Regions from separate parts of the Mus musculus genome. Here region 2 is linked to region 1. The links are chromatin contacts, called in public HiChIP or PLAC-seq maps. All regions are on one chromosome and are shown on one strand. Each heading gives the region's core, a stretch centred on a gene start, on an enhancer-like site or on the middle of the called end of the contact. The rest is flanking DNA. Distances are from core to core; before and after follow the strand shown.

Region 1 (2,805 bases), core at 217-2,716:
CAATTTTTTCAGTTCTAACATATCCACGGGTTGCCATTCAAATTCCTAATAGCCCTGTAGATAATCATCATCTGTTTGGTCCTTGTTGTATATTAACCAGATAGACTAAAGTTTGTTTTCTAATAACCTTTGTTTGGCTTTCTCTAATTTTATCTTCTGTCTCTAAACTGAGTATTTTCCTTAATTGAAATTTTAAATTCCCCCCTTAATGTCTGTGTCCACGCTTCTTATCTCTTCTGTTGTTGCTCTTCCTGTTCCTTGAGTTCCTGTGTTCTCTGTTGAAGGTTCTGCCTCCACATTTTGACTTTTTCTTTATATTGCAATTCTGATAGTCTGCTGTCCATTTTGTTTTGATTGATTCATTTTAAAAGGTTTATTCTCCAAGTCTTGCTCCCAATCATTATTTTCTCTCTGCTGCTCAGTCTGATTTGTGCGCTGCTGCATCCTTGCTTCTAGCATATTTTCCACCTCTAGTCTCCCACCTTCATTTTCATGTTTCTGTCTCTTATTCTGATCTACAATTTCCTGTGTCTTCAATTCTAGTGTTTCCTCTAGGCCACATTGCCACGTCTTAAGCTTCTCTTTCTGTTGTTCATGCTGTTCTATAATTCCTGTGTCTTCTGTTCTAAGCCCTGCTTCTCTTTATGTTGTAATTCTAATATTGCAGCATCTGCCTTATTTTGATTTGCTAGCTTTAGTAAATTATTCACTAGACTTTGTTTCTTTTGCCCAATAAAATCCTCAATCTTTAGTTGTAGTGTTACTTGTAATCTCTTTTCTAAGACAAGGAATTTTTTTCTAAGGTTCTGTTTTTTAGAAGACATAGTAAATTAAGAGAATATGGCAATACCAGTAAATAATAAGGTCTGTATTTCCTTTAAATCCATCCCTGTCAAACCATTCAAAATATCATTACGAAAAGCCCAAAAGATATTTATTGTCTTTTTTTTAAGGATTTATTTATTATATCTAAGTATATGGTAGCTGTCTTCAGGCATAGCAGAAGAGGCCATCAGATCTCATTATGGATGGTTGTTGGGATTTGAACTCAGGACCTTTGGAAGAGCAGTCAGTGCTCTTAACCGCTGAGCATTCTCTCCAGCCCATGTTTCTCATCTTTAAGTATCAATTTATTCCCTTGTCCAGAGCCCTTTGTACCTTTGTATCCTGATTCTTGTATTTACAAGGAGGGGCTGAGTGTAGAAAGACCCGCATCTTCTGTGTCCCTGTTTGGGTTGCAGCTGGCAGTGTGTGCTTGTGTGCTGATCTCAGGCAACCCACAGTGCAAGCAAGCAGTCTGGAGATCCAGTCTGGCTGTCCTAGATATGGAGTGGGGCTTGGGGGGTGGAGGTACAGGGAAGCGAACACAGAAAAGACTCTCCTGGGCAGATGCCCAGATCAGTTCACTGTGTCTGCCTGAAAACTACCTCTCAGGCAGTTGTGTTCCAGCGTCACCTGTCCCTCCTTGCAATTCTTACACAGCACTGCTCAAGCCCAGCTTCAGGCTGGGGTGCTGCCCCTGGCTGTTCTCTGTAGGCCCCTCAAACCCAGTCGGCTTTCAATAAACACTGCTGCAGCCTAGATCACTGCCCAAGCCATATTTGAGGTTGAGGGGCAGTGGTCTTTTATCTCCGGTGAGTTGAGTTCTAATCAATATGTTGGGCACTATTTTGTTGCGGTAAATCTCTAACCCAAATAAGCCCGGATGAAGAAAACACAACTCAATTAATATGAATACAAGCTGCATGCCTATATTGGGCACATCTACCACTACACTACCATCTTCCCCATCTATGAGATCCCTTCTACCTTGCAGTTTCTCCGAGCCACATGCTTCGGCTCCACTTTCCTTCCACCCGCTCCTCCATTGCCCTCTCTTCTCCTCCTTCTCTCTCAACCTTACAGCTCTACCTTCCCTTCTCCTGCCCAGTCACTGGCTCTAGCTTTTATTTTACAAATTAAGGGAGAAGGTTCACAAGAAGTCACCTGAGAGTAATTCCTTGCTTGTTCACACCTCCTCCCAGAAGAACGGAATTAGCATCAAAATACAAGCAACACCAGGGCTATCCACAACAGATATCAACTAAAATTAGTTGAAACAGTGTTGTATGGTTATACTTGAGGTAAATGGCATGTAAATAGTGTATGTATCTGATGCATTTGGACATATTACCTGTATCCATACAACATCATTACCTACAACAAAACCAGGAAACCATGTTCTCTATACATTCTTATTCTACCGTGTTTATATGTGTCTACAGTATACAGAATTCTCATAAAATGACAAAATTGCCAGGAATTCCAGAAATCACCTCCATACATTTTCCATGCACTTGAAATTAATTTTTTAAAAAGATTTATTTATTTATTATATGTAAGTACACTGTAGCTGCCTTCAGACACGACACACCAGAAGAGGGCGTCAGATCTTGTTACGGATGGTTGTGAGCCACCATGTGGTTGCTGGGATTTGAACTCCGGACCTTTGGAAGAGCAGTTGGGTACTCTTACCCACTGAGCCATCTCACCAGCCCCTGAAATTAATTTTTAAGAAGAATCAGAATTCTCATGCTTGTTACAGTTAGATTCATGGTGGCATAAAATATAAAATAACCTAACTTCTCATTAGTAGATGACAAGCTGGGTGCTTCAGGAGGCCACTGAGCTCAATGAACGAAGACAATAGCAATGGATGACAGGTGACTCATTTTCATTTTCTTCTTATCAAATAACCAAGCTTACTTAGATGGTGACCCTTTTATTTTTGCTTTGGAGAATGGATTTAGACATTTAACATTTTTA
Region 2 (2,805 bases), core at 124-2,623, 170 kb after region 1:
AGACATTTTGTCCTGTGTCTTTCCTTTCTTCTCTGTGTACATGCCCTTTCTCTTTCAATTCCCCCTCACCAATCTCCTCCCGAAGGTGACTTCCCTGTCCTAGGGCAATTGTGCGCAGAGCAGTTTCCCAATAATCCAGCATTTTAATACACTCCAATCTAGTTTGATAGCGAAGAAATAACCTATGAGTCAAGATATCAAATAATAAAATGAAAAAGACAAGGTAACTAAAATGGTTGGATCACATAGGAAGGGCAGCTGGGAGAAGGACAGACCAACCTCTGGGCTTAGAGGGAGGATAGGCCAGTCAGGCATACCTTGTAATGGGTAGGAGCTGAGGAATGTCAGGGAGAACCTGAGAACCAGGTTTGTTTTCAATTGTTAAATAGCACCTCAGCCCTTTGTCCTAGTGTTTGAGACTTAGCACTAGAAAAAATGAGAAAGTTGAAATGATTTAATTTTAATTCCCAAAATCATTTTAAATGTTTAAAGAGGCTTTATGGTTGGGTATTGTTCAGGGTCTAGACATATGTATTAGAGGACACCAAATATTATCCATACCTTTCTCTCAGGTTGTGCATTTTCAGACAAAAAAGCAACAGTCTGTGTTATAAGCAGCCACAGCAGGTTGTCCAGATCTTGGGTGTTGTTTTAGAAGGGTAATATAAACCCCAATTGTTTCCATTTTGAGGACCAGGCCTGAGTCCACGCTGGAAGATACCAACTACAAGAACAGACCATAAGTCTCAGAAACTAGGTATTCAGACACCAGCTCTAGAAGCAGACCATAAAATCCAGCACAAGATCATAAAACCCTCTCCCGAAGTACAGCCTGGGGATAACCACAAAAACGGAGAAATGTCTTATCTCAGAATGGGCCATCTGTAGCCCTATTTCATCACATGGTTCAATGTTCATGACATAGGAATGCAGGCCGCTGACCCGCTAGAGCCCACCAATGCAATTTTAGATTACCTAATCTTCCTAGAGAGTCTCCTGGTTTATGTGGGGTCCTCATTCTAGAGAATGATTAAGTCCTTGAGTCCTTAAATCCTTGAATGCTATTGTGTTTTTCAGAATAAACATTCTTTGGTTTTGCATACTAAGTCTGGGGCCTTCCTTCAGAGATTTTGCAGACCATTACATTTAGTGCATTGGCAGGGAATCGAAGGGGTCCCTCTTGACTTGATAGTAGAGAGGGTTGTTATTGTTGTTGAGAGCAATGGACTCTCCTAGCAATGGGCAAGTCAGGGTGTGTCTGAGTTTGCTGTGTGTATCTTGACTTTGTCAAGTTCTGAGTAGCCTTTTGTCTTGCTCTCTGTGGGGTGATTTCTTTTGTCTTCACAACCTGAAGGCCAAAGGAGGTAGGGCAGTCAAGCTGGTAACTTCCTCCTGGCCTTGGGGATGAGAGGTGCTCTCCAGCTCCCTTCAGATGCAGTTGCAGAGAGCTCCATTCTGACACAGGTTCTGATGGAAGCTATCAGGTTCTTCCCAGCTGGGAGAGCCCGCTCCAGGGATAGGCTGCCTTCTTGTCTCTGGACTCCTTTCTGTTGGAGTCAGAGAACACCAGTGCAAACACAGGCCGGTTTTTTCCTGGAAAGAATGGCCTGCTTTTAAAGTGGGTTGGCCGGAAGCACACACTTTCCACCTTCCTACTATCTACTTGGTTCAAAGTATTGTGTATGTAAATCCTGGGCACCCTGACCAGGTTCCAAACAACATGGTCTGGCAGTATCTGGTGGAGAGCCCCATAAGTAGCTAAAGCCTTTCCTACCACCTATCCCAATGACCTTACAGTACAAATTGATGGAGCTCTCAAAGAATCTTAAGCCAGCAGTCCAATTCCCTCCAGCTCTGGAGGAAAATTCCTTCCTGGCGCCTTATCATTCTATCCTGGTTCACACCCATCCCTTGTAAATGGCAGATGCTGGTCCAGGCCCTGGGGAAGAGGTTTACATCATTCTAGCCCTCTTCACACAGGTGCCCGCACTACAAGATAGACAGATTCTACCACAATGGCACTGCCCTTTTGAGCAACTGTCCCTCCCACGCCCACCATTTTGGATAGGCAAGGGAAGACAGTACAGGGCACACATCCCCTTTTCCACTACTGATCTATACAAGTGGAATGTGCAGAATCCCAAGTTCAGAGAAACCTGCTACCCTCATAGACATATATTAGACTCTGAACTACATATTGTTTTGTTTTGTTTTTTTGAGACAGGGTTTCTCTGTGTAGCCCTGGCTGTCCTGGAACTCACTCTGTAGACCAGGCTGGCCTCGAACTCTGAAATCCTCCTGCCTCTGCCTCCCAAGTGCTTTGATTAAAGGCGTGCGCCACTCTGAATTACTTTTAAAGAGTTTACTACTCATAGAGCAGAAAATGTTGTTCATAGTGAACACTGTCCTTACTCATATAAGGATAATGAGTATGCGCTTTTAAATATTATATATATATGTACATATACATACATATACGTATAACTATACTGACATAAACAGTTTAATAATTTAAAAAATATTCATAACCACTAAAGTCTTATTTAAAAACAGTATAATAATTTAAAGATCCAGCATGGAGCTTCTTCCCTATTTCTAAATTAAAATGCAACTACCTTCATGCCTATAGATACACTTAAAGTGATCACAGCAAAACTTTTAAAATGATACTAATTCTTTATTAAAAAAAAAAAAAAAGAGGACATGGCTGGCCAGTAGTTTTATCGGGGGAAGAGGTATAACTATTTATGTAATGTGAAATTGTCTCCATACATAATGAGTAAAGCATTTTTATTGTGACTGATT

What was found. HiChIP or PLAC-seq counts read pairs in DNA pulled down with a chosen protein or histone mark.
Region 2: an H3K4me3 HiChIP or PLAC-seq map of embryonic stem cells shows a contact between it and region 1, with 2.4 times the contacts expected there. The contact joins two enhancer-like sites. A contact is called at or near these places in 3 of 115 datasets of contacts at active chromatin or transcription factors (bone marrow-derived macrophages, embryonic stem cells and stem cell-derived neural progenitor cells) and 1 of 9 other capture datasets (liver).

The regions. Positions count from the first base shown.
Region 1 is chr13:74,429,370-74,432,174 of GRCm38.p6, forward strand. No RefSeq gene overlaps it. Among named protein-coding and RNA genes, the nearest start is that of Gm41004, 14 kb to the left of the region's middle. Within about 2 kb of position 1,467, at least 2 of the 459 cell types and tissues checked have an H3K27ac peak or open chromatin away from gene starts, as enhancers often do. A contact at or near this core is called in embryonic stem cells, where this site is marked.
Region 2 is chr13:74,600,603-74,603,407 of GRCm38.p6, forward strand. No RefSeq gene overlaps it. Among named protein-coding and RNA genes, the nearest start is that of Gm46430, 15 kb to the right of the region's middle. Within about 2 kb of position 1,374, at least 6 of the 459 cell types and tissues checked have an H3K27ac peak or open chromatin away from gene starts, as enhancers often do. A contact at or near this core is called in embryonic stem cells, where this site is marked.